Regions from separate parts of the Mus musculus genome. Here regions 1, 2, 4 and 5 are each linked to region 3. Evidence: chromatin contacts called from public HiChIP or PLAC-seq and promoter capture Hi-C data. All regions are on one chromosome and are shown on one strand. The core of a region is the stretch at or near the end of the contact, and the rest is flanking DNA. Distances in the headings are between cores, read along the strand shown.

Region 1 (5,951 bases), core at 663-3,162, 1.3 Mb before region 3:
GAGCTGACCTGAGCGGCCCGGCCTGAACACTAGCTTTCACGGAACCAGAAGGCACCATGCAAGTTTCCGAAGGAGGGAAGCGAGCAACAGTCCCATCTAACTATAACACGAATGAGCCGCATCAACAACCAGCATGGCGTGGTAACCCTAAGGGGGCAGTAGTGGCACACATGCCTTGGCAGTAACCATCAGGTCTCCAGTTGGATTTAAGACAAGTCCAAGGCTCAACAAGAAGGAATTCATGTCTAATACAGCTAACTACTAGCTAGCCTAATCTAGCTAAAGACTCAGTGCTGGTTAGAGTCTTGGTTAACTGGAGAAGAGTCTAGAACCATTAATTTACTAAACCAGCACACTCCCTAAAAATCGAAAAACATTTGTTCTTATACCTACAGGTAACTGTAGTCTTTACATCAAGGAAAGTGCTGTTTGGAACATATGGAGACCACTACAAAAAACCCTCAGCCAATCAAAGTGCAGGTTTGTGGACTCCAGTCCCTGTGGATACATCTACAAAATCCTCCCACGTGTAAGGCTGAGAGAGCATTGTGAAGAGGGGGCAGAAAGATTGCAAGAGCCAGGGGATCAGGGACTTTGATCTAAGATTGTGTCTCCTAGTAATATCAGAAGCTGTACTCATGAAGTCTCACCACTAAGACTGTCCAAGTGTGAGCTGAACAAGGATGGCACCAGTGGACATGACAGATTGGATAGGGGAAAGCCCATGAAGTCTCAGCCCCACATAAAGAGCTCTAGGCACCTGAATAAAGCAGAGAGTGGGATGGGGTGGACCTCCCCAGGGAAGAGCATACCAGATGGTTGCCAAGTGCCACACTGCCAGCCCTGTAAACACACATACAATTAATCAGACTAGCTAAACAGGTTGCATTCCTGAATACGTTCTATCTATCTATCTATCTATCTATCTATCTATCTATCTATCTATCTATCTATCTATCTATCAATCTATCTATCTATCTATCTATCTATCTATCTATCTATCTATCTATCTATCTATCTAATACATGTAATGACAATTAGTGAAAAAGAGGACATAGATTTGAGGGAGAGTGGGGAGGGCTTGGAGGTAGGAAAGGGAGGGGAGAAATGTAATTAAATTAAATAAAAAACATTGACCACTGTTTTTGTTTGTTTGTTTGTTTTGGATGGCATCAGCCCTGAACCTTTAACAAGTGCAGAGCATCCTGTGATAACTGACCCAGGCATCTATAATGGGCAGGTTCCTGTTGACCCCACCTGTGCCCTTCAGGTTACTCTCCTTGTCTTTGCTGGGGAAGAATTTTGATGTCTTTCAGATTATCTTTTCCAGCATTTCCATTGTTTAGCAAGGGGAGATGGCTTCTGAGCTCATATGAGATCTGCATGCGAACACAGGCTTTTGGAGCCACCTGCTCTGCTGGCTGCTCATCATAGAGTGTAGCTGGGAAGGAAAGACAAAGGGACCTCGAATTTCTCTGTGCGGGCCATTTACAGAACATTGGGGAAAATGCCTCTTGTTCACTATTTTGTGTTCGCTGTGTCTGTATTCTGTGCTTCAAGTATCCAAAATACTGTCCCCAGATAATAGCTTATATGGTACATTTGGTCTGGTCCTCTTTCCTGTGTCCCTAAACAGTTTAAACCCTCCATATCCTCTTCCTGTCCTAGTCCTGCCCCGCCTTTGTGTTCCCCCAGGACTATGTTTCCCAAGGGTGATTGCCACATCCTGACAGCTGCCCAGTCACAAGCTAAATATAAACCCTTCAGACAGCAAGTAAGCCCCTCTGGTTATCTGCTCCTTTGTGTAGCTTATTATCCTCCCAAATCAAACTCCAGAGGAGACTCACAGATCATGCATGCTGGGCAGGGCCGGTGGGGTGCGTGCGTCTGACTGGGTAAACCAAACAAACGAAAGCGTTGTGAGTCAGCTGTACCCTTTCAGCAGAGCGCCGGGTCTGCACTTCAGACAAACCCTCCAATCCTCAGACGTTGATTTTCAAAGCAAATTGCTGCATGTCGCATCAATACTGGGAGCAGATGTAATAGTCTGGTGAGCTGGCTGCATGCAGCCAAGTGCAGGGACATAGAATCAAGGGCAGAGAGTAGCTGGCACACTGAGGCTTGTATTATCTATATGGCTCTGCCTTCCTTACAGGACCATAGGAAATGGAGGCACGGTGGGCAGAGGAACCCAGGTCTCTGGTTGTCTTAGAGACTGCGAAGCCCAGGGCTATGTCTTTATAGTGACCCATGGTAAGGTCTGGGGCTGCATATGGCCTTCTGGCTGCGAGGATTCTTAACACAGAGGGCAGCTTGGGATCTCCAGGGGCTACAGGCTTAGTCAAGGCCAAAAGCTGTCATGCTGAAATAGCCAAGGCCTGAAGGAAAACAGATTTTTTTTTTTTCTTCCAGAAATTGGTGGTCTATTTCAAACCTTGTGTGCAAATGCTCAAGAAACAGGACCAAGGGAGGAATTAATGTTTGGAAAAGGCTCTGGGGTTGATGCCATTCTGCAATTTTTCTGTGCCTGGATTTCCCTCATGTTTCTCTAGAGGTTCACCTTCTTGGCCACTACATGTGGTCCCAGGACCTTGTTTCCTCTCACATTGTATTCTCTCTCCTAACGATATAACCCTAGCTAAGCCAAGCACTTCTTTCCACTCCTCCTCCTCCTCTTCCTCCCTCTCCTCCTCCTTTTTCTCCCCTCCTCTCCTCCTCCTCCTCCTCCTCCTCCTCCTCCTCCTCCTCCTCCTCCTCCTCCTCCTCCTCCTCCTCCCCCCTTTTTCTTACCCGAGACAAGAGCTCACTGTGTGTTACCTAACTAGCCTGGGGAAACTCAGTATGTAAACCAGGCTGACCTTGACCTGACCAATATCTTTCTGCCTCTGCTTCACAAGTGCTTCCATTAAAAGGAGTGTGCCTTTAGTCAGGCCCAACTTTCCCCTCTGTTTCCATGCATCACATTTAAATACAAAAGTCACGTCTGTTTCCTACCAGCTGCAAATGGAATACCTGACTTCACCATTTGGATGTCTTGAAATCAGCATTTTGAGAGTGAGCCTGCAATCACCCATCTGTGCTTTCTGATGTTTCTTACCTCATTGAACAGCAACCACAATGCAGTTAAATAAGTCAGAGACTTTGTCGAAATCTCGTATCTCTTCCCCGCTTGCAATGCTGTGCTTAGCCTTGCGTTGATTACTTGACTCAGACATATTTTTAACCTGCCCACCTTTCCCTTTTATGACTCTGACTCCTTCTGAAACTACTACCGTGTCTTGCTTGGACTAACAGATCAACTGCAACCCCTAATTCTTTTTCTTGAACTCACTATAGCTCCCAATTAACCAAAAATACCGTCCTCAAAAAGTGAGTTGAATTCTTTATTCGCCCTTTCTCTAGTGCTCCCAATCTGGTGTTCGCCTCTAGGTGACTCTGATAGTAGAGGATAGTGAGATTCCAACATTCTTATGCCCTTACTCTGTCTCTCTCTGTCTCTGTCTGTCTGTCTGTCTGTCTGTCTGTCTCTCTCTCTCTCACACACACACACACACACACACACACACACACACACTCTTATACTTTAGTCTTATTTGATATCTCCTCTCTCCACACCCTCCTGTAGTTTGCTCTTTTCAATGTAAGGACTTCACCCGTTTTCTTGGAAATGGCTTGTGAGAGATGAATTAGCTTTTACAACTCAGATGAGTCGGATGGAGCAAATAAACGTCTTCTGGCTCTTCAAGCTAACCAGTGGATGGGGCTGACGCTCCCGGGGACTGCTCTACACCAACAATCTGTGAGTCTGGAGCTGCAGCATTTCAGCAGAGGTGTACGTATAAACATTTCAAAGGGCATTTTACAGAGGAGGTGGGAAGAAGGTTCACAGTGATGGCTGTCTTTCTTTGTGGGATTGACTCTCTCTTTGTTCCTTGGCTGCTCTGTGATGGCAACTTAGAGGTCAGAGCTCAGCTTGCTGGTCATGGTTTGAACTTTTCTGGGGGCGGAGGGGGGGGGGGAATAAAAGTTGGAGGAATGAAGATCTCATTGTTTAACAGCAGACAGTAATGAAAGGCAAAACAATCTACCACAAAGAAAGCACTGGGGCCGCATCTAGCAAGAGCAGGACAGCCACAGGAACAGAGGATGGAAAGACAAACCAACCAACTGACGGACAGAACGACCAACCAACCAAAACAAAGTAAACAGCTAGCCAGGACAGCTCCCCATATCTGACCCCTGCAGTTACATCTGAGAATGCACATGTAGGTGATTGGATTTTCTTTGGCTATGAGTTAAAGTTTATGCTGAGAAGATTGTAGCAGGACTGAATGAGCAGGAAGAATTTACCTGGAGATGAACTTTCTCTGACTGGTCCTTAGGCTGGAAGTAAAAACACAGACATTTCCTTACCATTGGCATGGATATGGCAAACAGGCAATCTATGAGCCACATAGGGCATGGGTGGTTAGATAGCGTTTACTCCCCTGTGTGTCCCTGATTGTTTGCATGCTTGTGGCTGACTTGAACATTGGTATCATCAGGACTTAAAAGCCAAATATGGTTGTGATGGGAAATGGTATGGCAAGCGGTTAATAATGTCTGCTGTGGCTAGAGAATATGGCAATGGGGCCGCAAGTATCCATCTCAAAATTGGGTCCACCACACATAGTGAAACTGGAAGCCAGAGAGACATGCTTGCTATTTTTTTTAATTAGGTATTTTCTTCATTTACATTTCAAATGCTATCCCAAAAGTCCCCCATACCCTCCCACCACAACTCCCCTACCCACCCACTCCCACTTCTTGGCCCTGCCGTTCCCCTGTACTGAGGCATATAAAGTTTGTAAGACCAAGGGCCTCTCTTCCCAATGATGGCCGACTAGGCCATCTTCTGCTACATATGCAGCTAGAGACACGCGCTCCGGAGGTACTGGTTAGTTCATACTGTTGTTCCACCTATACGGTTGCAGACCCCTTTAGCTCCTTGAGTACTTCCTCTTGCTCCTCCATTGGGGGCCCTGTGTTCCATCCAATAGCTGACTGTGAGCATCCACTTCTGTGTTTGCCAGGGAACGGCATAGCCTCACAAGAGACAGCTATATCAGGGTCCTTTCAGCAAAATCTTGCTGGGGTATGCAATGGTGTCAGCGTTTGGAGGCTGATTATGGGATGGATATATAGCTCACTCTCACCGGAACTCACCCGGTCCTGATAGCACTGCATTCGTCCTTTCCAAGGCCAGTGCCTCTGACAGCAGAGTTACAGTGAACTAGATCAAGTGACCCTCGGCAGCGCCAGGCAGATGCTGAAGCTTCTAGCTCATGGAATGGTAGGAGATTTACTCAGAGCAGATCGGGACTCATCTCGGGACTGTGGTGCAGAAGCTGCACAATGCAAAAGGCATTTGGACTTGATCCTGGAGCAACAGAGAGGCTAATGGAGTTACACATATGATTAAACATGGTCCCTGCTTTCATCTGGCCACCACTGTGGTAAGGAAGAAAGAGACCTCAGCTGCTGGCTGCAGCCCAATGTGCTATGGGTTATGCAGAGGGGATGTGAAGAAATTAAAAGACCAACATGACTTAATGAAATGTGACCCTGGAACTCTCCTGCTGAAAGCCCACTTGTTCTTAGACTGCAGATAAAATCTACATCCAAGGCTCCTATGATTGGCTTACTGATGTCCGTTCCAGAGCCCTCCATGGCACCTTTTTTAGCTTCTCTGTGTCTCTAATCATCTCTCTTTAGTCTCTAGATAGGCCAAAGATTCTGCTAGCACATGATCTTTATACATGGTATCCTATTTTTGGGGGGCACTCTCTCAGTGGCCCCACCCAACTCCCACCTGCTTCACTAACTGCCATCCCCCCACCCCCAGGTCTCAGTAGATGTCCCCAGATCTAGTGAGGACCTTGCCCTTCACCCTCAGTGCTTAACATCCTTAT
Region 2 (5,265 bases), core at 404-2,903, 1.1 Mb after region 3:
ATACTCTTGTATACTCAAAGATGAGATTTCAACAAAAATAAGTACTACAGATGATACAGCTACTCACTGTTAAGTGAGTTGCCAGCCAGTCTGTCCTTTCGATGAGATGTATGTAAAAGTAGATGTTACGTAAACTTAAATGGATACTGATAGCAGTAAGCCTCCGAGATGACAATTACATCTGGTAAATAAAAGTTACTTTTACAAGTGGGGTCAACTGTCCCCACCCCCACCCGTGTGTGTGTGTGTGTGTGTGTGTGTGTGTGTGTGTGTGTGTGATTATTTTTAAAGAAATCATTTGAAAACCTTTCTATTCTTTCAAATTGGGGAAGATACACATAATAAAACAGAAAAACTATATCAAAAGAAGAGAAAGAACACCAAGCCAATTAATTTGAAATAATAGTATAAATAATACAAGAACGTGTCTGAACAATGTGAAATGTAGCGGAGAGCCCCACATAGCCCAACACTGCGTTTTCAGCAATAGTTTTGTCAAGATGATGTCGTTGTGTAGCTGTTTCTCTGCACTGAAAACTTCCCTCTTGGGCAGAGGAAAGGTTCATGAGACTCCTTAACAACTAGGACTCAGAGCACAGCTCCTGGATGCTATCTGTGCAGTACCCATTGCAACTCCTCGGGTAGCTGCCTGCAAGTTGCTCTGGGAACTCCTCTAACACAGTCCATGTGAATCTCGCTCACTTAAGGGAAGGGCATTTACTAAAGCAACTGGCAGAGCTACCCCAACGTTTGTAAGCTGGACTTAAACTGACTTCTTGTTTGTTTGTTTGTTTGTTTGTTTGTTTGGTCCAAAGCTTTTATATCTGAGGTAATCAAAGAAAGATTCCCCAGGAGAAGTTAGTTATGCAACATCATGCTCTTTTCTGCCATACCAATAAGCAAAAAATAACATTTCGATGAAATTAAAATTCATGCAATGTGCTTTTTAATTCAGACTCTGCATTTATCTCAAAAAAATAAAATAAAATCTGTTTTCTGTGTTATTTCTTACAAATGTATGCAAAGCTTTGATTACAATGGAAATGGCACACAAGTTGGAGTTAAGCTGATACAGGATCAAAACCCACCTCTTCACTTCAATATGTGCATACATTACTAAATGTTGTTGGCCATGACCTTCAGGGGGTTCTAAATGGAATGAAAATGAAGTAAAACTTGTGAATTTCTGGGTACAGCTGCTCTTCTGATACCTCTTGTCTTTTCCATTTCGAAGCTGATCTGGGTGGAAAACACTTTAATTATTCCTTAAACCTAAAGAATGCTAAAACATAACAGAAAACAGCAAAAGATATCACTCGTTATACATATGATAAATCTGAGGCTGGGTAGAGATTTGAATCCAAGGGAGAACAGATAAAGTAAAACATTCCCCCTCTATCATCCCTCCTAAAACCCAAACTACAAGATAATGAAAAGGAAAGAGCTCGACTTCCAAACCTCAACGGGGCTCCTGGCCGAGTTTATCATATCCCGTTAATTTCCATTTACCTAGGCTCCACCACAAGCTATGCGAGGTGGCAAGCCAGCAAGTTGGATGAAAAGCGACTCCTTTTTTTCCTCTTGCTTAAATTGCTCCGTGTCCTTTTGCGAACTACAAAAGCTTGTATGAAAATCCTCCTGCTGAGGCCAGCTCTGGGACGCAGCTCAAGGGCTCCACCTTCAGTCGCAACGGAAAAGGAACCATTCAAAACCATTCCTTTGAGTTCTAAGGAGACAGATCTGGAATGGTTTTATTTCACGAAATGCAAATCCTACAGTCTTTGGTTTTGTTTTGTTTTTTACAAATAATATGGGCCAGACACTTATCTACTATGCACAGTAAGCCAGATAATCTTAAAGTGTGCAAGACTGACTATAAATAACTCAAGTAAACTGGTTGCTTAAACTACCTCATGGTCTTTCATGTCTTCAGGACTCCTGTCTGCTCTTGTGTTATTTAGCTGCAGCACTAGCTGATAAGCTTTTCATTCCATTTCTCCTATGATATTTACTATTGTTTTGTAGTGAAGGAAATGTTATTTCTTACCTAACATACCTGTTGATAAACTGCCAGTAGGTTTTGTTTTTTTTTTTTTTTTTTTTTTGACAGTTTCAATAAGTATATTGAATGGAATTATTCTTGGAAGAAATATTCTACCTTGACAAATGGAAATGATTCTCAGCTCTATTAAAAGGCATTGCTTAAAGGTTAAAGATTAATTTTCCAAGAGGCACTGGTATGGAATACAACAGACAAAAAAGAAAAGAAAAACACAGAAAATTAGTCCCATAATTCCACAGAATTAAACCCCCAAATTGAATTCCCACTTAAATTAAACAGTTTATTTAGTTAATCTCAAAATGAATGACTCCATGTTTTCTATTAAACATATCTTGTGGGGTTATACTTGAGAACAGTAACTAAAATGTTTAGATGTGTTTAGAGATTTTTTTTTCTTCCTAATGGGAAATTAAACTTACACATTAAAACTTACAGTTTTCTATTCACCTTATAATAGTGTTTTTTTTCCTTTTTTCCTTTGTTGGGGCCCCAGACATACCTCTAACAAAAGACGCCATAGAGAAATGTGAGTTTTGTGCCTCTCACTACTGTGAACGAAAATTACTGGAATTGTTGACAGAGATTAGAGATTAGAATTGCAACCTGTACAGAGTTTGGGATGTTGAAGATCCAAAAGCTAGTTATCACATCTTGGGTTAGCAGTTTTTGTCCACCTTTGTGTCATAACTAACATCTTGTAACTAATAAATAGAAACATTTGGAATTAATTAACTAAAAGTACTACTGGTGTGCACTGACCCAAAAACTAAGAATGTTATCAGGTAACATCCTGGGGGTATAGAAAAGGTTTCCCCCATCTGACTCTCACCACCTCTCTGATATATCCACCAATTTATTTTAAACTTGTTTGAATTTGTGTCTTTCTTTGCTCTGTGAATCTATAAAACTCCTTTCCCATTAGAATATGACAACTGGCAACCTAAATCTATGTTCCTGGGATGTGGTCACTAAGAATGGCTTCAAATAAACTAGCTTTTCTCTTTTAGATGAGAGCTGTGGCTTTTGTATCAAAACTGGTAAGAAAGAGGGGATTACTACTCTAAGAGAGCAAGAATTCAAATAAAGTTCAATTTTTATGACCCAGAGTTTTCATGGTCCTTATGTATCTACAGACTCTTTTAAAGGAGTAAATATTTGAAGCTCAGGGTAATTTCTTCTGGCTGAGCTTCATAACATTCACAAAATATCTTCTATTCTTCACAGTGATCCAACGGTTTGGTTCTTTAATGAGCCCTTGCTTTGTTGTTGAGAAGACAAAATACAAGTAAATCTAGTAAATTCAGCCTGGAGGCACACACCTGTAAACTCAGCACTCAAAACCTTGAAGAAGGAGAATCATGAATTTGAGGCAAATCTGGGCTACAATAACTCCATGAGTGGATGATAGAAGACAGACAGACAGACAGACAGACAAACAGATAAAATAAGGGAGATAGATGAACACAGAGTTATGTCGGCGGAACTAAAATCAAAACTCTTAATACCTACAACTATGCCCTATACAGCAAGCCTTCTATTAATTCTGCATGGACACATCCAATTCAAAATAAATATTTGAGTATTTCTATTTAACAGACATTATATTGCATGAAAATGCAGCATGGGCATGCTAGGGTAGATCTCTAAGAACTAAGAACAATTTCACAAAGGCTGGGGACCACCGTATTGGAGAGCAAGTGGGAAGACTGCTGAAGGTGTTAGACAAGCTCTTAAGTGAGACACAGCTGCATTCAAACCCCAGCTTCACTACAGCCTGCTGGTTAACCTAGGTCAAGTACTCAGCATTTCTAGGCACTATTTTTTTAATAAGTTGAAAAGAGAAAACACCAAACGGTTCTCTGTATTAGAGCTGCTGCATTAAATAAAGAAAATATCTAATTTCATATATATATATATATATATATATCAACTCTGTCAAGCTTGCAGACAGGAGCCTGGCATGACCACCTCCTGAGAGTCTTCATCCAGCAATGGATGGAAACAGGGTGCAGATCCACGGAGAAATATCTGGGGGAGCTCAGGGAGTCTTGTGGAAGGGTGGGGGATAGAACTGAGTGAACAGGAGAATTGAGGACAACATGAGAACACCTACAGAGTCAACTTACCTGGGCCCATGGGGATCACAGAGACTGAACCACCAACCAAAGAGTATGCAGGGGCTAGACCTAGGCCCCCACACATTTGTAGCAGATGTCCAGCTTGGTCTTCATGTGATTCTCCTAACAACTGGAATGTAGGGGTTGCCTCTGACTCTGTTGCCTGTCATTCTATTCCCTTACCCTATCTGGACTTCCAGGTTGTGCCTCGGTAAGAGAGGATGTGCTTAGTCCTTCTGGGACTAGATGTCCCAAGGTGACCTGGTATCCAAGATGGGGCTAGGGGAAGGAGAAATGGAGAGAGGGATTTGTAAGAACAAGACTGGGAAGAAAGGGAGGGAGAGAGGCTGCAATTGAGACCTAATGTGAATAAAACAACAAATTATGAAAAAAAAGAAAAATGTACAAACACAAACATTCTTTTCATCGCAGGAAAACTAGGACAGCTTAGGCTTTTTGTTCCCACTGAGTGTTTGTTCATCATCTCAGCTTCTAGAAATCTTTGTTTCTCCTCTTGGCCCAAGCATAAGACATTTGCTATCCCAAAAGAATGAATGTGGAACATTGTTATTCCTAAGTCTCCAGTAAAACTATGATTATAGTTCCAACGTAAATATGCACGCTCACTTGATCTCTGCCTTCTCTGCTCTCCCTATGTGAAAATCTAAACACACTCTCACATACCATATTTCAGTTAAAATAGATTAATAATAAGTGCTTCAGGAGTTGGAGATGTGGCTCAGTCAGTAGTCCACATCCCTTATATAGATGATACCTTGCGTTCCATCCCCAGCACCACATAAAATAGGGCCTGTAATCTGAGCTCATAGAAGGAGCAGATATGACCATTAGACCCTGGTATAGTTGTCTCGTATGAGACTATGCCAGTGTCTGGCAAATACAGAAGTCAATGCTCACAGTCATCTATAAAATGGAACACAGGGCCCCCAATGGAGAAGCCAGAGAAAGCACCCAAGGAGCTGAAGGGGCCTGCAACCCTATAGGTGGAACAACAATATGAACTAACCAGTACCCCCAGAGCACGTGTCTCTAGCTGCATATGTAGCAGAAGGTGGCCTAGTCAGC
Region 3 (5,909 bases), core at 3,345-5,844:
CTTGCAGAATTTCACATGTATATCTAATCTTAGTTGTTTAAGATGTCAGTGCTGTCTCTTAGCTACAATTTAAAAAATTCTTCATTTTTGAAAATGCGGTAAACATATATAATGGTATATAATCATATCTACTTCTATTTCCACACACCAAATGCCCTTATGTCACCCCAAAGTCTACCCGAAATATGTCCATTTATTTTATGGTGATGATGTAGCTCAGTTACTTCCACCCTGGGTGCTTGAAATCCCTTACTGAAGTACTATGGATATTGTGTAATTGCTGGGGGGCAATGGCCATTCTATTTTGAATTTATAGTAGTGGTAGGTTGTAACCACTAACTGTGGAGGACTACAGATATTGTCGATATGTCATCCATCATCAGATTGCTGACCTGTAATGTCACAGTGTAGCATTCTATGTTTTATCTTATATGGATGACTATGAAGATTTTTGGCTCAGTTTTTATCCTACTTACGCTGCTTGGAATCCACTGTGTTTTGTGAATCTGTATGTTAATATTCCCCACTAATTTGGGGAATTTGCAGCCTTATTGCCTTCAATATGTGTCTACTTAATCTTCTCTTCTCCATCAATATCACTTTGTAGACCCCCATTCCTGGGATGCTTAGACTTGAGCTGGTAGTATTTTTCCAGGGTCTATGTGCAGCTCATTTTTCACTGCTCCTGTTTCATCCTTTTTTATGTTTCTCAAGAACTTCTGTTATTCTCAGTTGTCTGTCTGCTACTAGGTATAGTTTTCCTTCCAGGCACTGGAAATTTAGCTCTAGAACTTCACTCTCATCTTTTTAATACAGTTTCTTTCTTTTTTTTTCTGCTGAGATGCAATTCCGCTCATACATTTGGCCATATAAACATCATGGGCGTATATATTTTTTCATGAAGTCTTTGAACTTTTTGTGGTGGACTGACTGTTACTTTCTGCTAATTGCAACATTTAGGACATCTCAGGTTTATCTGCTTCTGCAAACTATAATTACATTTGCTATGTCTTCATGTTCTGTGCTATGCACGGTTAATGATTTTGCCATGTGTCTCATGTTTTATATAATATAGAAACACGATTTTGGTATGTTGTGTTTCTCTGAAGAATTATTATTTTGATGTAATAGGTGTTAAATTATTTACCAATCACCATATTTGAGTGGAGAATACACTGCACTACTTTCAGTGGGTCGGTCTTAGTTTCGTCATTACGCTTATGACTAATCAGCAATTCTCTAATTAGAGAAAGGTCTGGGCCACGGGAGCTGGAGTGGAGTGAGGTGCTGACAGGGAACCTTCACCTGATCGATTTCAGTTGCCATACTGCATGGTAGAGAATAGCAGCTGATACTACGACTGACAAAGCCTTTCCAGTCTTTCAGTTTTGCATTCTCTGAACTCTTTAACATCCCTTGCACACTTTTTCCATAGAAACAAGCATTTAATGAGAGTTTACCCTGATACGTAAAATATTATCTTTTTGTTGTCGTTTTCTGATTTTTTTCCTCAATTTATGCCTTCGGGGGAGCCTTCTGAGACTTATCAATCAGATTCTACTTTATTTAGCTAACTTCTAGTGTTGAGTAGTTTTCTTCCATTTGGGGCTAAACAAGGAAATCCTAGGAAAATAGAGAGTAGGTTTTACTCATTTAAGTTGCCAGAGATGAGGTATAATCTTAGAGCTAATTTAATTATTTAATTATTTAATTCTGCAGGTAATCTACTTTAATTTCTTTATACCTTCACATTATATCATAGACTTTTCTAATACTTATTAGTTGTTCAATTAATAATTCCCCAAAAGTTGCAAATGTCTTCCTACTGAGTTTTTGCCAGAACTAAAATTTAAGTCATATATTTGAATTTCTCATAAGTAATTGCTTATATATCAAACTTTTAATATTTTGAAATTTATTTACTTATTTAATTATTCTGTCTCTGTCTTTGCCTCTCTCTCTCTCTCTCTCTCTCTCTCTCTCTCTCTCTCTCTCTCTCTGTGTGTGTGTGTGTGTGAACGTGCACGTGTGTGTGTGTGCATGGTGTGTGTGTGTGTGTGTGTGTGTGTGTGTGTGTGTGTATGCATGTGCAAGTATGTACTTACTTACAGAACACTTGTAGTGGTCAGAAGATGACTTTTGGGCAAGGACAGCTCTCAAGAGTCAGTTCTTCTCTTTACCTTATAGAGTTAGTCTTTCTGTATGTTTCTGCCACTACATAGCTTGCTTCAATCTACCTATCCACACAAGCTTCTGTGCAATTCTTTTGTCTTTTGCATTTTATGTTAGGAATGCCTAGATAATGGAACCACTCGATTGAATCTGTCGCTTTTCCCTACAGATATAGCCTACTGGCCCACAATGTGCAATCTCATAATTTGCTTCTCTGAATATTGATCACAACCCACCAGTATTCTCACTGCTTCAAATTAAGATCAAATTTAAAATTTAACACAAATAACACTAACAACAGCAGAAGCAATAAATATAAATAGTATCATATAATGGCAGTTCCTTTTGTAGTTAAATGCAGGTGAGTGGTCATTTTCTTCATTTTTACATTCTAGTATATTTTTCAAATTTTAATATAATTTAATTCACATGTATGCATATAGACATGCATATAATTTATAATAAAATGAGCCTCATTTTATAAAGTAATGGATATAAACTTAATAAAATAGATAAGATGATTATGAAATAAGTTATTAAATAATATATTTTATGAGTATGAGATATGGCAATATCAGAAAACATCAAAATAGCTTAGTTCAAAGACTAGTCATCAGATAAGAAGATCCACTGAGGCACATTGAAGCCTACTAGTCAAAAATAGTACAATTAAAATTCTCTTAACATGTGAGAAGGCATTCTGTTAATTGAGGTTGATGATAATTTGTGGAGATTATTATGAACATTATCATTTGGTTGAAAGATTACTATTATGTGAAAATTTGTGACTGATAACAATCATTCTCTTGGGGTTCACTATGTGAGTGACTAATTGAATTTATCTGAGAAAGTACTTTGGAAATCCTGAAACGTCCCATAGGGGAAACGACAGATTCTTCCCACACAAGTACTTACATCATCTAGAAAAAATTAGCGAATTAGTGGGTTGCCTAACTGCTTGGTTGGCCACTTAGGATATTACATAAAACTCTCTTCACTCAATTTATTCTTGTAACTCTGATTGGAATTAAGTGACATGTGTATTCTGATAGCCACTCCAGTGGTTATGGGATCTAATATTTTTGTGATCTATAACTTGCCTCTTTCTTTCACATCACTTTTTTAAGCATCTATAAATATGCCTGTAAGCTTTATTCTTAATGCTATGGTGAAATTAGATATAGTCCTCAACAATGTGTAATTGTAGACTGTCTCTGACCTGAATAAACTGCATTTGTGAAGGGAAACCCTGGTCTACCTGATGTAGCTGAGTGAGAAACATTTCAATGAAAAGACATTTAAATTTGTTCTGCCAATGTTGAAATCACAGTGGGAAGAAATCCATTGACCTCATGTGAATGCTGTTTTTATTTTAATTGGATTTTGTCCCATGCAATGAAATAATTGAGCTTAAGGCTACTGTCATGCAGGTTTCCTTGATGTATCTAACAGAAGCAATCTCCTAGTCCTATGTCATAGGCAGAAGCCATCAACATTTTTTTCCCATTTTTCTCAGGTGTAATTTTGAAGGTAAGGATGGAACTGGGATCCTATTATCTTATGTTCAATTCCCACATTTTGGACTTCTTATTCAAATGCCATTCGTATAGCATGATCTTTTTTTCAGAGAAGGTTTGGTTTAGACATGGAGCACTGGCAGCTTTTATAAAAATGTTGAGACAATTACCTCCCCTGTGTCTTTTAATGAACATATTGCATATGAAATGCTGATTCTACAGGAAGTGGAAAGTGCTTTGCCATCTCCTGCCCCAGGATATGAGAGTATGGCCGATTAATTAGGGTAGAATAAGAAGAGAGTTCCTCTGTCCCTGTGGCTCATTTGATCAAGAAAGAAGAGTGTTAATACAGGGATTTCCAAGACGGATTCCAAAAACATGTAAAATTATTAAGAAAACGAAGGACAGAGCTTATAGAATTGACAGAAGTGTCTCCCATTGCCCAATCTCCCACTGCTTTACCCACTGGTACACACAGGCATAAGCAAACCAGGGCCCTATTTGGTGATCTTGGTTAAGCACCTATCTCCATGGAGCTGTGTTGGTTAGCATTCCAACAGATTGACTTTCTCCATGCCTTATTGTGTCAGTGTCTTTTGCTTCCCTTCAATTTACATGCACCAAACCCTTCTCTCAGAAGATGGTTTGCAAAGCACAGCTACTTTTTCTCACTGCTTGGTGCCCCTCCCCCACACGATGCAATGATTTAAGTTAATAACATTGTTCTCAAATAGGGCAAAACTAACCCTCTCTCTAGTAACTCTGTTCCTAGGAGTACTGAAGCATCTCTTTTTGTCCCGTGAATGGAAATCCTAGTCTGCTGCTACAGGAAAGGGTTAAAGAGTGCTGGCAAGAATTCACGCATGTGTTAATTCTTCCTGCAGACTCACATCTCTTCCACTTTGACCTCACAGTTAATCTGTGAGAGTTAATCAGGCAAAACCTCTACTGAGTGATTTTTTTTCCCACACAACAGAACCAGACAAAGAGAGCACAGCCCCATCTAAAAAGAAAGAAAAGAAAGAGAGAAAGAAAGAAAAAGAGCAAGTAGATAAACCTAAAAGGACCGACCCTTGGGAATTCCTGTTAGTGCACCGGGCATGAATGTGAGCGCCTTTCTGCTTCTCTCATTTGCCTTCCTGTGTACATCTCTGCGTGTACCATCCCCCTGCCTCAATTCTATTATCCTCTCAGACTTGGAAGCTGCTGCCTGAGCTGACGCTTTGATGGTATCTGCAAGCGTTTGTACTGATCTTTATTTCTGCCCCCTGAATATTAATTTTTAAGCTGGTAGCAATACATCTCTGAGTGACGGGACCTACTAGAGGCAGGTGGGGGGAGCCGGCATCAAATCATCAGCATAATAATAATACAAAGGGGAGGGATTCTTCTGCAACCCAGAGGCGAGAGGCGAGAGAAAAAAAAAAAGCGATGAGTTCGCCAAATACATGGAGCATTGGAAGCTCAGTCTACTCTCCTGTATTTTCACAGAAAATGACGCTGTGGATTCTGCTCCTGCTATCGCTCTACCCAGGGTAAGATGGGCCGTTTTCAGCGTCGTTTGGCTCTAGAGAGATGTGGGGGAGATAAAAGGTTGTGGAAGCAGGGAGACCACCCAGATTTGAGACACTCTTTTGGAATTTAAGCGTCACAATTTAGGGAAGAGTGACTATATAGGGTAGCAGAGAGACGGAAGAGAGAGGAAGGACATATTGGTTTATTTGTTAATGAACTAGGTTTTATTTGTTTGTGTTTTGTTTCAAAGAGCTTAAGCTCGTTTCATAGACTCCGTGTTCGGGGAATAGGTTTTGAATTTGCTGCAATCTGATATGAAGTGGGTTGTGCTTGCACACGCCGGCATTTGAGGCCATATTGAAGGCATTTGGGTGGGGGGTCTGGAAGAGAAAATTACAAATGGGGTCCTGGCGAACACAAGCGTGATCTGTGTGAGGGAGGATTGGGGGCGGGGACAGAGCTGTTTTTATTATACACTACAGTCTTCTTTGGTCCTGCACCTGAGCTTTCAGTCAGCCAGGTTTTCTATCCAGCCTCATTGACCCGGCAGCTGAATCCCAGTGAGGCAAACACGATTCAGCACCAAGGACAGCGGTCCAGCTAAGGGCCTTATGGAAAGAGGCTTGTCAAACCATGCAGCAACCCTAAATCTACAAAGGACATCCATGTAGTCAGGCCACTGGGCCAAAATACAGCAGAGAAGCC
Region 4 (5,363 bases), core at 2,130-4,629, 1.2 Mb after region 3:
CTCCACAGGGTTCCCAATATTTTAGGATAGGGGGGGCTGATGGAGGATGTTGTCCTTAGCAATGGAACCCCAATGTCAGTTTTCAGACAGTGACCTTCTGTCCCAGCATGAGCCTGTGTTGTTTAGGATCTCCATGGGAAGCCCTCAGCCAACAACTCAACCAAATTCAACCTAGCTTCACCAGTGGTTACAGAACCTAAGTCTCACCTAGCTACAAAAGATGACCAGGTCAGACTCAGTATCTCCCGTTACTAGGAGTCCACACTAGGGTCACCTTCATAGATTCCAGCAAGTTTTTACTACACTAGGTTTCCACACACCCCACCCCAAATGCCCCCAATTCCAGCTGTCTCACCACACTCTCCCACCATCCCCTACCTGATTGTTCCCACTCCCATCCCAACCTGTCCCCCCCTCCCCCCGAAGTCCACCTTTAGAATCTATTTCCCCTTCCCAGGGAGGTCCATGCATCCCCACTAGATCCCTCCTCTTTACCAAACCTCTCTGGGTCTGTAGATTATAGTTTGATTATCATTTACTTAGCAGCTACTATCCACTTATAAGTGAATACATGCCATACTTGTCTTTCTGGGTCTGGGTTATAATGAAATACTTGCTTTCATACTTTTACAAGAATAGATATTTGCTTGTTTTAAATTCTGCACCTCTTTTAAATTACTCAAAAGATGCTCTCTATTCCAATATTATAGAATCAAAGTTACAGTACTGTGTCATAGACTAGAACTTCTCTCAGCCTTGGTCAGAAAAGTCTCTTACCAGGATAGTCGCTATTTAAAGCAGAAATTTATAACTGATCAAGGTATTGAGAGTAAGCAAGTATAGAGTGCTCAGCTCTGAGCAGGACTTCTGTAACAACCCCTCCAAGGCCTAGGAATACTAGGAGAGGATGGAAAGGCTTTCAGAGCTGAAGGGGCATGGTGCCATCAAACGCTATCTTCTGGACATGACATGTCCATTGCAGTCAGAAAGTTACAGTATTTGTGACTGTGTTCATAAGACCAGAACACACACACACACACACACACACACGCGACAGCAGAGGCCAGAAAGACAGCTCCAAAGTTTAGAGCACCCGGGTTGCAACTGCAGAGCTCTAACATTCTCCTCCCCATTTCCTAGGGCATTGCACAAACACCCATACATACACACAAATATATAAATAATTAAAAATGAAAGTAAAGTGTATTTTAATTGAAATAGAAAAGGAGAAATAAGCAAAGACTGCCTATTATATTTGTTTCTTAAACGTGTCAGTAAAATAATTTTCATATAAAGAATTGAGAATTAAAAAAGAAAACACAGGATCCTAAGAGAAAATATTTTTTAACACATAATGTACTGCCAACAAATTCTCAACAGGAATTTTAAACATAAGACGTAGAAGGTAACAAAAGTCATTTGAAAATTCTTATTAGCATTAACACTCTTTAAGCTTCCTTCAAAGTTAAGAAAACCGATAAAAGAATAAACAGAACCAACTATTTACATAAAGCACTTAAGAACACAGTTAATCATAAAAGGCTACCATTTACCACATGCTTCCCAGCACTTAATCTTCCCACTTATATAGGATTAAGACATTTCTCCTGCCTATTTTTGAGCAGCCAAGATAGAAACCCAAATTGAAAAAAAAAAAAAAATGGGAGGAGAGAGATGGCTCACTAGAGCATGTCTTAAGTTGGGATTTTATTGCTGTGAACAGACACAATCATCACAGCAGCTGTTATAAAGGAAAACATTTCACTGGGGCTGGCTTACAGTTTCAGAGGTTTAGTCCATTATTGTCATGGCAGGAAGCGTGGCAGGCAGACATGGTTCTGGAGAAGGAGCTGAGAGCTCTGCCTCTGGATTCACAGGCAGCAGGAAGAGCAAATGAGCCAGTAGGTCTGATTTTGAGCTTCAGAGATCTCAAAGCCAATTGCTACTGAAGCACTTTCTCCGACAAAGCCACACCTTCTAATAGTGCCACTCTCTATGAACTTATGGGGGCTATTTTTATTCACACCACCACAGAGCACTTATAAATTACTGGTTTTGTAGATTTACAGAACCAGGGATCCAAATGAATACTGTTCCTTGGTCAACTCACAGCTAACTGCCTGAAATGCCAGATCCAACATCTCTGGTCTCTGAGGGTAGCCACATTCCTGTGCCATACATTCCCCACTTCACCAACACCCCCAGATATAATTTTAAAATCTAAAACTTTTTTTTTAATTAAAGAGAAAAGGCCAGGCATGATGGTGCATGTTTTTAATCCCAGCACTAGGAGAGTCAGAGGCAGGTGGATCTCTAAGTTCAAGACCAGCCTAGTTTACATAGCTAAGGAGTTCCAGGACAGCTTGGACTACATAAAGACCCTGTCTCAAATAAAACATCACTTGTATCTAGTTAATGACCGTTATGGACGGCCAGCCGGCTTGGCTCTTTCTTATTTTCATGAGATGTACTGGAATGGACAAAATCCTGAACACCACCGTCACCACCCCAACTCCTCACCCTCACCCCCACTGCAGCCATGCGAGCTGAGAACCTACTCTCTGTGCATTGCTCCTGAGGACATGCCCTTCCCCGCTACCCCCGAAAGGAGTCCAGCAAGAGTTCAGGATAATTATTTTTCCGTTAACCTGGTAGAGAAGAGGCTTATAGAGATTAATTTTGTAAGAATAATGTTCCTTCACACCCTATTCTGAAGCCTGAGATTCGGCTCACTGCAGATGGGGTTTTCCAGGCACTGTTCTTTGCTGTTTTCTGCCAGACATATGGCATTTTAAGTCACTGATGATAGTATGAGGGTGCTACAAGAACAAATTCAGAAAATTAGCAGAGGACCAAGAAACTACATACTCTGACATCATTGTAACATCTGAGAAGTTTTGCAAGAAACAAAATAAGATAACGATGAACTGATTCCTAAAACTCAGAGAGAACACTCTAGAGAAGCCTATAGAGAACACTATAGAGAAGCCTACCATCTCATTATCTGTAAAGAGAACGAAAGCATTTTTTTTTTTTAACTTGCCATTGTGTTTTTAGAAAGAGGGGACTGAGCTGCAGTGAACAACAACAAAAGGAAAAAAGCAAAAACCAAAACAATGCAAAACAAAAACCCTCACAGTACATTCTGGTCCGCTACCCAGACCAATCTGGCTAATAGAGGCCAGACCTGCCCGGGCAAGCCTTGGCACTGAACACTCAGTTCCGCAGCTTAAGGAAGGACAGTTCGGAAATGCTCCAATGAGAGAGGCTGCGAGAGTCGGGCGTGGCTCGAAAGGGGAGGAGAATTGAAGTCTGGACAACGGGAAGTGTGCGCTGATTGGCCGAGCTTCCTCAGAGACCATCCATCAAAAGAACCACACCAATCAGCGACGTAGATGCGTCCCAGCTAGAGAGCCAGGTCTCCAGCTTGTTCCCCCACTGCCCGGCGCAGTCCTTCGCTGCGCGCTGACCCCGAGGAAGGCAGTACTTGGTCAGGGCGCTGAGGGACCCTCCACCGGGACGCCGGCCCCTCCCCGGGCCTCTGCTCACTTGACCCCCACTCCCTAGTCCGTCCCCTTAGTAGGCCTGTCGGATCGGGGACGTGGGGCGAGCTGAGAGCAGGCCCGGGGTGGGTGGTCACCGTGGTGAAGACGTGGCTGTCAAGGTGAGAGGGGACTATGGGGTGGATCTCAGAACCCTGCACTCCGGAACGCAAGCCCGGGCTAGTCTGCGCCTAGAGAGAGGCGCAGCGGGAGCGGTATTCCTATGTCATGCCTCCCAGTCCCAACCTGCACCCCTGAACTGAGTTAGTGGTTCCTCACCAAGACGACCTTCCTGTCACATCTTTAAACTGCCCAGGGAAGAATCGTCCTCTGTATCCAGGGCTTAGGTTGTGCCCAGGACTCAGAGGAAGTGTAATGCATACTTCCACCAATGCAACTCCCCAGCTTCACCTAACTTTTTCTTTTGGTTTTTAAATGGCGTTAGACTATTCGGAGCACTGAGTGCTAAGCACCGTGCCACACTGAGTCATATCGTGTGTTATTCACAGCCACTCCAAGAAACAGATGTTGTCACCCTCATTTCACAGGTGTAAAAATAAGCTCATTACCTGGAAATAAATGGGCACCTGTGTGCTAAGCGGTTTGTGTGACTCCTTTTAAGCTACCCAATCTATGAGCTATGAGATTGTAGGTAATAATCGTATTTCTACTTCATAGGTAAGGAACTAAGGTTCACGTTGTTAACATATATGGCAGAGTATGTACTATCATTTGACTTTTAGTTTGGGTGTATCATGTGGGGCAGTATCTATTTGTGGCATGTACTGACAATGAAGAAGTCTTTGCTTAAGTAGAGAAAAAAAATTTTTAAGCCATAGTTTATGTCCTATACAAACTCACAATTTAGGAATGTGACCTACTGGGAGAAGGTAAAAATACTTACAGACCTTGGCTTTGCAGTGTCTTCGTCTTAGACGTAATGGAAATGGGGTGGGGGGTGGAGGGGGCATGCACTATAAAGCACTTTTTGCCACAATGCAGAGATAGCCAGGCAGGGTTCTTATGCTCTTTTCTGGGTTTGTTCTATTTATAGATGATAGAAGTACTGACAACTGACTCTCAGAAACTGCTACACCAGCTGAACACCCTGTTGGAACAGGAGTCTAGATGTCAGCCAAAGGTCTGCGGCTTGAAACTAATTGAGTCGGCCCATGATAATGGCCTCAGAATGACTGCAAGATTACGGGACTTTGAAGTAAAAGATCTACTTAGTCTAACTCAGTTCTTTGGCTTTGACACGGAGACATTTTCCCTAGCTGTGAATTTACTGGACAGATTCTTGTCTAAAATGAAGGTATGTTTATGTTACAATATCTCAGCTCTTAATTTCGCTCCATGTGTTTAAGAGATCAAATTGCAGAGGGCTGGAGAAATGGCTCAGTAGCTAGGAGTGCATGTTGGTCTTCCAGAAAATCTAAATTAAGTTCCAACAGCTAGGTGGGCAGTTGAAATCTGAGGCCCTCTTCTAGCCTCCTCTGGCACATGCACAAATGTACCAAACACACTCACACACACATCAAATTAATAAAAAGGAAAAAAAGCCATCAAATTTCTGGATTAGGGCTGGTATACAAAAACCACTTTCAAATGTGGCAATGCTTCCTTTCCATAATGAAGACTTGTAAAACATCACTTATTAGTTGTATACTGAAGTAGAAAGTAATTTAACATCAAGCCATTAATTGTAGTACTCCAGTAGCGGGAAAGCTGGCTCTATGTAACAAACTGTCTTGAGCCAGCAAAGTAGCTGAACACAGAGAGTACTTGTTACACAGGCCTCAGAGAGTCAAGTCTGAGTGC
Region 5 (5,605 bases), core at 1,665-4,164, 1.2 Mb after region 3:
TATTTGCTTTTTATCACCAGTAGGTAGCAAGAAAGCAGAATTCACTGAAAGTGGCTGTCAAGATTGCAAGACAGCCTGGGGAATCTCAGATTGCTGTCATCGCAAGCTCACGTGAAAGCGCAAGCAAACATAAAAGCAAAGCATGGTTAGGGGTGTAGCATCACTCAGGAAATAAGCACCCAGTTTTGTTTTTGATACTGTGATCTTTTTTATTAGGAAAGATGGCTCTTCATCAATAGCAGAGGCTCACTCAGAAATGCAAAGAACATGACAAATGTGCCAGCATATGCATTTACAATGACAAATGCCAAGCTGTTTTATGTAAGAAGACTTTGCGATGCATATGGCTGAAGCAGAAATAACGCTGCAAAGCCTCAAGGAATGTTCTCCATTTCAGCACATTCTTTCTCATTCCAAGCCTGCCCGATCCAACCAGCAGACGTACTTTGCTTCAGGATTGCTTATGCCTTTCGGTGAGCCCACGAGATTTGGAATTGGACCTCTCCTTTTGATTCTGCAACTCTCTTCGCATAAATTGTTCTATTCATTTCAAACAACCATCCCTGCAAACGAGGGTTATCTCTACCCTCACCCATTACTAACTAGATGGGCCAGTCTTCATCATGGTTTCATTAGACTCGCCCTGTTTTAAGAAAAATCAGTCATTGATCCCAAATGCCATGTTTTAACTGGCAGGGCCTGCCTCAGCTGCCATGTGAAGAGAGAAGATTCTGAGACTGAAGAGAGAAAGTGCACACAAGAATAAGCCATTCTCACTAGGAAATGCAAAAAATCACCAGCTATGCCATTGTATCTCTCCTGTGTACCACGAAATTCCATATTCTTTTAATTATTATCACAAACGCACAGGTCATTTTAGTCCTACTGTCTTGTATTTAGTTACTTTGTCACATGATTAAGTTTGTTTTTATCCACATAGTAACTGCCTGGCATTGCTCAGAGAAATGAGGTTAGCAAACTTAACTTAGAAAAAGACAATTCTAACCTGACTCATTATGAAACATTAACACATGCACTTCCACTCTCTAGCCAGATTGCCTCAAAAGGTAATGAATAAAGACGGAATCAAATGAGCCATTTTCATGAAGCAGCAGATGGAAGAGGTAATTTTTCAAACATAGGTATAGGTCTATAGGGTCAATATTAATAAACTACAGCGACTTCAGATAGTAAGAGTTAGAACATTCCAGAAGATTCTGGGGGGGGGGGGGAATGGTGCTTCAGGAAGGAAAAGGCACCAAAACCAATCTCTTACTTTTGAATTTCTGAGCGTGGATGTTGCATGTAAGGAACATCCTGTGAACAAGCTGGTGTTAGATTCAATCCTGGAATGTATAGCCTTGAAAGTGAAATTCACAACCAAAAAAGAAAAAGAAAACCCACATGAATTAAAGCTCCCATGGTCTATTTTTAAGTATATTTTGGAGTGGGGGTAGGGTTAAAGCCAGCACTTAGAAAAGCATCCTTCTCTTGGCACAATGATTTATGTGTTTCAGGTTGGCAGGAAGACTTCACTTCCAGTGATATTCTCCAATTGTTAAAATAAAATAAAAAAGTCCCTACTGCTTTCTTTGCAATCCATAATTTTGTGTTTTTAATTTAGATAACTGAAATGTCTCAAAGCAGAAATAAACTGCATATTCATGAGCCCTGATTTGCTGTAATCATTATTTCTAACGCTGTGCATCGGTGAAGACTTGAGTACCAAATCCTATTCTTGGTCAATTAAATCAGATGACTAAAAACTGAGAGAGCAGGGGACCTCGTTCTTCCTTTCCTCTTTGAAGAATTCTGTTGGTCTATCAGAGGTCAAATGTCCTTGCTCCCAACCAGGGCTGATAATTAGTTGTTTCAACATTGGCAGGAGGGATAAAAGTCTATTTAATATGCTAACTACGGGACTGTTAATTTTTCTTCAATAAGTTTTTAGTCATAGACAGCCAAGGGACCAAAGGGAAAAGATAGTATGTTAAAATGAGCTGAGTAGGTGGCTGGAGAGATGGCTCAGTGGTTAAGAGCACATGTTCTTCTTGCAGAGAACCTGGGTTTGGTTCACAGTGCCTCGGACAGCTCACAGTCACTTTTAACTCCAGATCCAGTGGATCTTACAACCTCTTTGGGTTTCTGTGGGCACCACATTCATAGACACATACCCATGCAGAAAAATACACATATCCATGTAATTAAAAATAAACTGAAAGTCATAAAGAGATGTCACAGCTTCCTTAGCCATCATCCTAGACTAAAACAAGTATTTAATTTAGGTTCGTTATTCCAAAGAGAAGGTGTGCATAAGAAAAAGGGGTTCCAGATGCCACCATTGATTTGCCCGCAGAAGCCCTCTGTAAAAATAATTAATAGTACACAAACCAGGCTGTGTAATCTAGATCTATTATTTACTAGATTTAGAATGTTGACAGAAGTACTTCAGCTGCTTCAGGAAGCTACTTCATCTGCAAACTGGGGGTGAGATATTTATATCATAACATACTCAACTAAGACTAAAAGATTTACATTTTATGAAGGGCCACCATAGTAATTGAGCAAAGTAGTAGATCAACAAATGATCTTTAGTTGTGCTGTACCTATTTTGGCTTTCTGTTTCCTCCAAGAAAACACCAGCAAGAAGAAACAAACACAGTTGAGAACTGAAATTTCTTGAAATGTTCATGATTTTTTCCATAGCTGAATAATATATCACTGTGGTGCCTATGTACATATTTGCATTATCTGTTCATCTGTGGATGGGAGTCTATGCTGTTTCCTTTTCCTTGCTCTCATGAATATAGCAACAATAAACACGTGTTAGTGTCTCTATGGTAGGGTATGGACTCCCTTGGGTATATGCCCAGGAGTGAAATAGTTGGACCATATGGTAGTTCTATTTTTAATTTTTGATGAGTCGACATACTGATTTCCATAATGGCTGTTCTAATTTGCATGCCCACCAGCAGTGAATAAGGACTCCTCTACCCAACATTTCTCTTAAAGTTTGTTGTCAGATTTCTTAATGATATCCATTCTGACTGAAATGAGGTGGTACCTCTAAGCAGTTTTCATCTGCATTTCCTGGATGATTGGGAATCTTTAGCCTTTTTAAAAATGTATATTGGCCACTTGTGTTCCTCATTTTGAGAACTACCTATATATGTTCTGACCCTATCTTTAACGTAAGTCTTTTCAAAGGTCTTAAGCCATTCTCTCTCTGCCAGGAGCACCTGGTGATAAATGAGCCTAATGTAATCAGTCCACACAAAAGTATGATTCGGGGCTGACTAGTTTCAATAGAAGGGGGATTCATAAAGCTGCAAACTGACTATGCTGAAAATACACAATAAACGAAAGTAAATAACATTCTCTTCTGAGCTATTCTAAGACTGGTGGTAGACGATCATGAAAATATGCACTAGATAAGTAAGTAATATTTGTGGGATAAAAAAGAGAATAAACTCTTGACTCTTTTCAGAGAACAAGAGGTAGAAGGTATTTTGAACATCCCTGACCTTGGATCTATCTGATGACAAATACTCAAGTATTTTTATGCATGTTAGTTTCTATATAGAGAATAGCCCAGATGTAGCAATTCTTCTGCCTAAACCAAATGATTGCATATGTTCATTTGGTAATGGAAGTGGCTACATTAAAATAAAACACTTTGCCCTTAGCTTACGTGTGTGTGTGTGTGTGTGTGTGTGCACATGCATGTGCACATGCACACGTGTCTCCAGCCATTTGGAAAGTTCTTATATACTAAACCTCTTTGGAAATATTGTTATAATTCATTTTAAAGAAATATATTACATAGGAAATAGTTTCACATATATACTGAGTTCCTAGTCAACGTAGTTTTTTTTTTCTTTTTTTTTTTAAGTGTGATGAGTGCAGTAGAGATTAAATAACCCTGGGAATGATGTATCCACATTCTTATTCCTTAACAATTTGCTATTAGCATCTGGTGTAATTTGACTCAAACTTTTTAAAGCACTTTGGTGATTAGGTAATTTTCCTCTTCAGCCTTCAATTCTTCCGAAGCTCATCTCATTCATGAATAGAGTGCATTAATATTAAAGTTTGCGAAATAGCAATCTTGGGTAGGGGGGTACGTATGCCGTAATTATTCCTTCCCAGAAGTGACTTCATCATTGCCCCAGCTATCTGATGATCAATCGGCTGAATAATAATGATGAGAATTAATATTTATTAAGCACTTAAAATATGCCAACACAGTGCCAAGCACTTAACACACCTCATTTAATTCCTATAGCAACACTATGTGACAAATATTATCTCTATCCTGTAGACAGAGAACTGGAGCTCAGAAAAATAAGCGAATAAAGTTTCGTTTCTGAGAAACGATGCAATTGGAAGGTAAAGCAAGGCAATCTGGTCCCAGAGCTCACCTACTTAACTACTTTTGAATAATTTCATTTAACTGATTGTTTTCTGGTAAAGGAAAATAACTCTTGACGGTGATGGATCTTTTTTCTATATGAGGCATTATGGTAACAAATGCTCTACAGCCTGAATTTCCAACCACTGAGTTCAATATTTCTTACTGTCAATTATTCAAAACAATTCAACTGATAGTGAATGTAGATAAAAGTTTTCCAGTTGCACAGCAAGGCATGCAGACACCCCCCGTATCCACTACATCATCTTAAAAGATATACCTTCAGAAAGATGCAGCTTTTTATCTTCAAAGTAAATATTGATTGATGGGTTTTTTTTTTTCCTGTAACTTGACAAGGACGTGGAAGGTGAGTGAAGGAGTGAGCTAGACTGAGAATAGGATCAAGAAGCTGAGGCTCAAGAAATAAAAGAAAATGTCTCTAACAACCCTTCTATTATAATTTTTCTCTTATTAATTGAATAGCCCCCTTAAGCTTGGTGATTTGTCAGGGAAACTGATACCCGCTTGTGAAAATCTCCATTCCTTCCTGAAACTTATTATCCAGTACCTTGGTCTTTGGGAACTCCAGTAGCAATCACTTAAGGCAGGGTGATTTGGGAATAATGGAATTGTTTTTTCTTTCAGTTCTATCAGCTGGGAGTTTCCAGACTGAGGCTCAGGCAAGGGTGACCATGGGGTGAAAGCTGGTGTCTGCTCCCAAGGTGGAAACTTGTGACTGCTTCATCACACAAGAGAAGGTGGAAAGGCAAAGGAGCCCAACTTGCTTCAAGTCTTTCATGAAGCCCTAGTAACCTAACCATTCACCTCTTATTTTCATTATATTGACCACTAAGTTTCAACATCTCAATGTTTGTTGGGGGGTAGCGGGGACATGTTCAAACCATAGCACAAGGGAACCACAAAAAGGCTCAACATAGATCTGTGGGGATCCTTGCATGGTATAATCCCACCACCTCTCTCTCTCTCTCTCTCTCTCTCTCTCTCTCTCTCTCTCTCTCTCTCTCTCTCTTTCTCTCTCTCTCTCTTTCCCTCCCTCCATATGTATATAGCTCTGTCTCTGTGTGTGTCTTTCCCTCTCTCTGTCTCTGTCTCTGTCTCTGTCTCTGTCTCTCTCTGTCTCTGCTTCTCTCTCTCTCTCACCACACACACACACACACACACACACACACACAC

Evidence for each region. Promoter capture Hi-C pulls out the DNA fragments that hold promoters and counts their contacts. HiChIP or PLAC-seq counts read pairs in DNA pulled down with a chosen protein or histone mark.
Region 1: a contact with region 3 is called in a promoter capture Hi-C map of hippocampal neurons, with 7 times the contacts expected there. The contact joins the enhancer-like site here to the promoter of Gabrg2 in region 3. A contact is called at or near these places in 5 of 39 promoter capture datasets (cranial neural crest, hippocampal neurons, liver and 1 more) and 1 of 115 datasets of contacts at active chromatin or transcription factors (SST interneurons).
Region 2: a contact with region 3 is called in a promoter capture Hi-C map of hippocampal neurons, with 8 times the contacts expected there. The contact joins the enhancer-like site here to the promoter of Gabrg2 in region 3. A contact is called at or near these places in 12 of 39 promoter capture datasets (the 3T3-L1 cell line, the C10 cell line, cranial neural crest and 7 more).
Region 4: an H3K27ac HiChIP or PLAC-seq map of embryonic stem cells shows a contact between it and region 3, with 6 times the contacts expected there. The contact joins the promoter of Ccng1 here to the promoter of Gabrg2 in region 3. A contact is called at or near these places in 2 of 39 promoter capture datasets (cranial neural crest and hippocampal neurons) and 2 of 115 datasets of contacts at active chromatin or transcription factors (astrocytes and embryonic stem cells).
Region 5: a contact with region 3 is called in an H3K27ac HiChIP or PLAC-seq map of VIP interneurons, with 5 times the contacts expected there. The contact joins the enhancer-like site here to the promoter of Gabrg2 in region 3. A contact is called at or near these places in 5 of 39 promoter capture datasets (the 3T3-L1 cell line, embryonic stem cells, frontonasal cranial neural crest and 2 more), 1 of 484 Hi-C or Micro-C datasets (cerebral cortex) and 1 of 115 datasets of contacts at active chromatin or transcription factors (VIP interneurons).

What each region holds. Positions count from the first base shown.
Region 1 is chr11:43,340,837-43,346,787 of GRCm38.p6, reverse strand. No RefSeq gene overlaps it. Among named protein-coding and RNA genes, the nearest start is that of Mir146, 31 kb to the left of the region's middle. Within about 2 kb of position 1,912, at least 46 of the 459 cell types and tissues checked have an H3K27ac peak or open chromatin away from gene starts, as enhancers often do. A contact at or near this core is called in SST interneurons, hippocampal neurons and pre-B cells, where this site is marked.
Region 2 is chr11:40,923,734-40,928,998 of GRCm38.p6, reverse strand. No RefSeq gene overlaps it. Among named protein-coding and RNA genes, the nearest start is that of Ccng1, 170 kb to the right of the region's middle. Within about 2 kb of position 1,653, at least 13 of the 459 cell types and tissues checked have an H3K27ac peak or open chromatin away from gene starts, as enhancers often do. A contact at or near this core is called in hippocampal neurons, where this site is marked.
Region 3 is chr11:41,999,542-42,005,450 of GRCm38.p6, reverse strand. Gabrg2 (gamma-aminobutyric acid (GABA) A receptor, subunit gamma 2) reads left to right here and starts at 4,594. Exons shown (of 10, transcript NM_008073.4): 1 at 4,594-5,224. The coding sequence starts at 5,121.
Region 4 is chr11:40,753,302-40,758,664 of GRCm38.p6, reverse strand. Ccng1 (cyclin G1) reads left to right here and starts at 3,379. Exons shown (of 6, transcript NM_009831.2): 1 at 3,379-3,664; 2 at 4,597-4,857. The coding sequence starts at 4,597.
Region 5 is chr11:40,779,325-40,784,929 of GRCm38.p6, reverse strand. No RefSeq gene overlaps it. Among named protein-coding and RNA genes, the nearest start is that of Ccng1, 27 kb to the right of the region's middle. Within about 2 kb of position 2,914, at least 6 of the 459 cell types and tissues checked have an H3K27ac peak or open chromatin away from gene starts, as enhancers often do. A contact at or near this core is called in VIP interneurons, where this site is marked.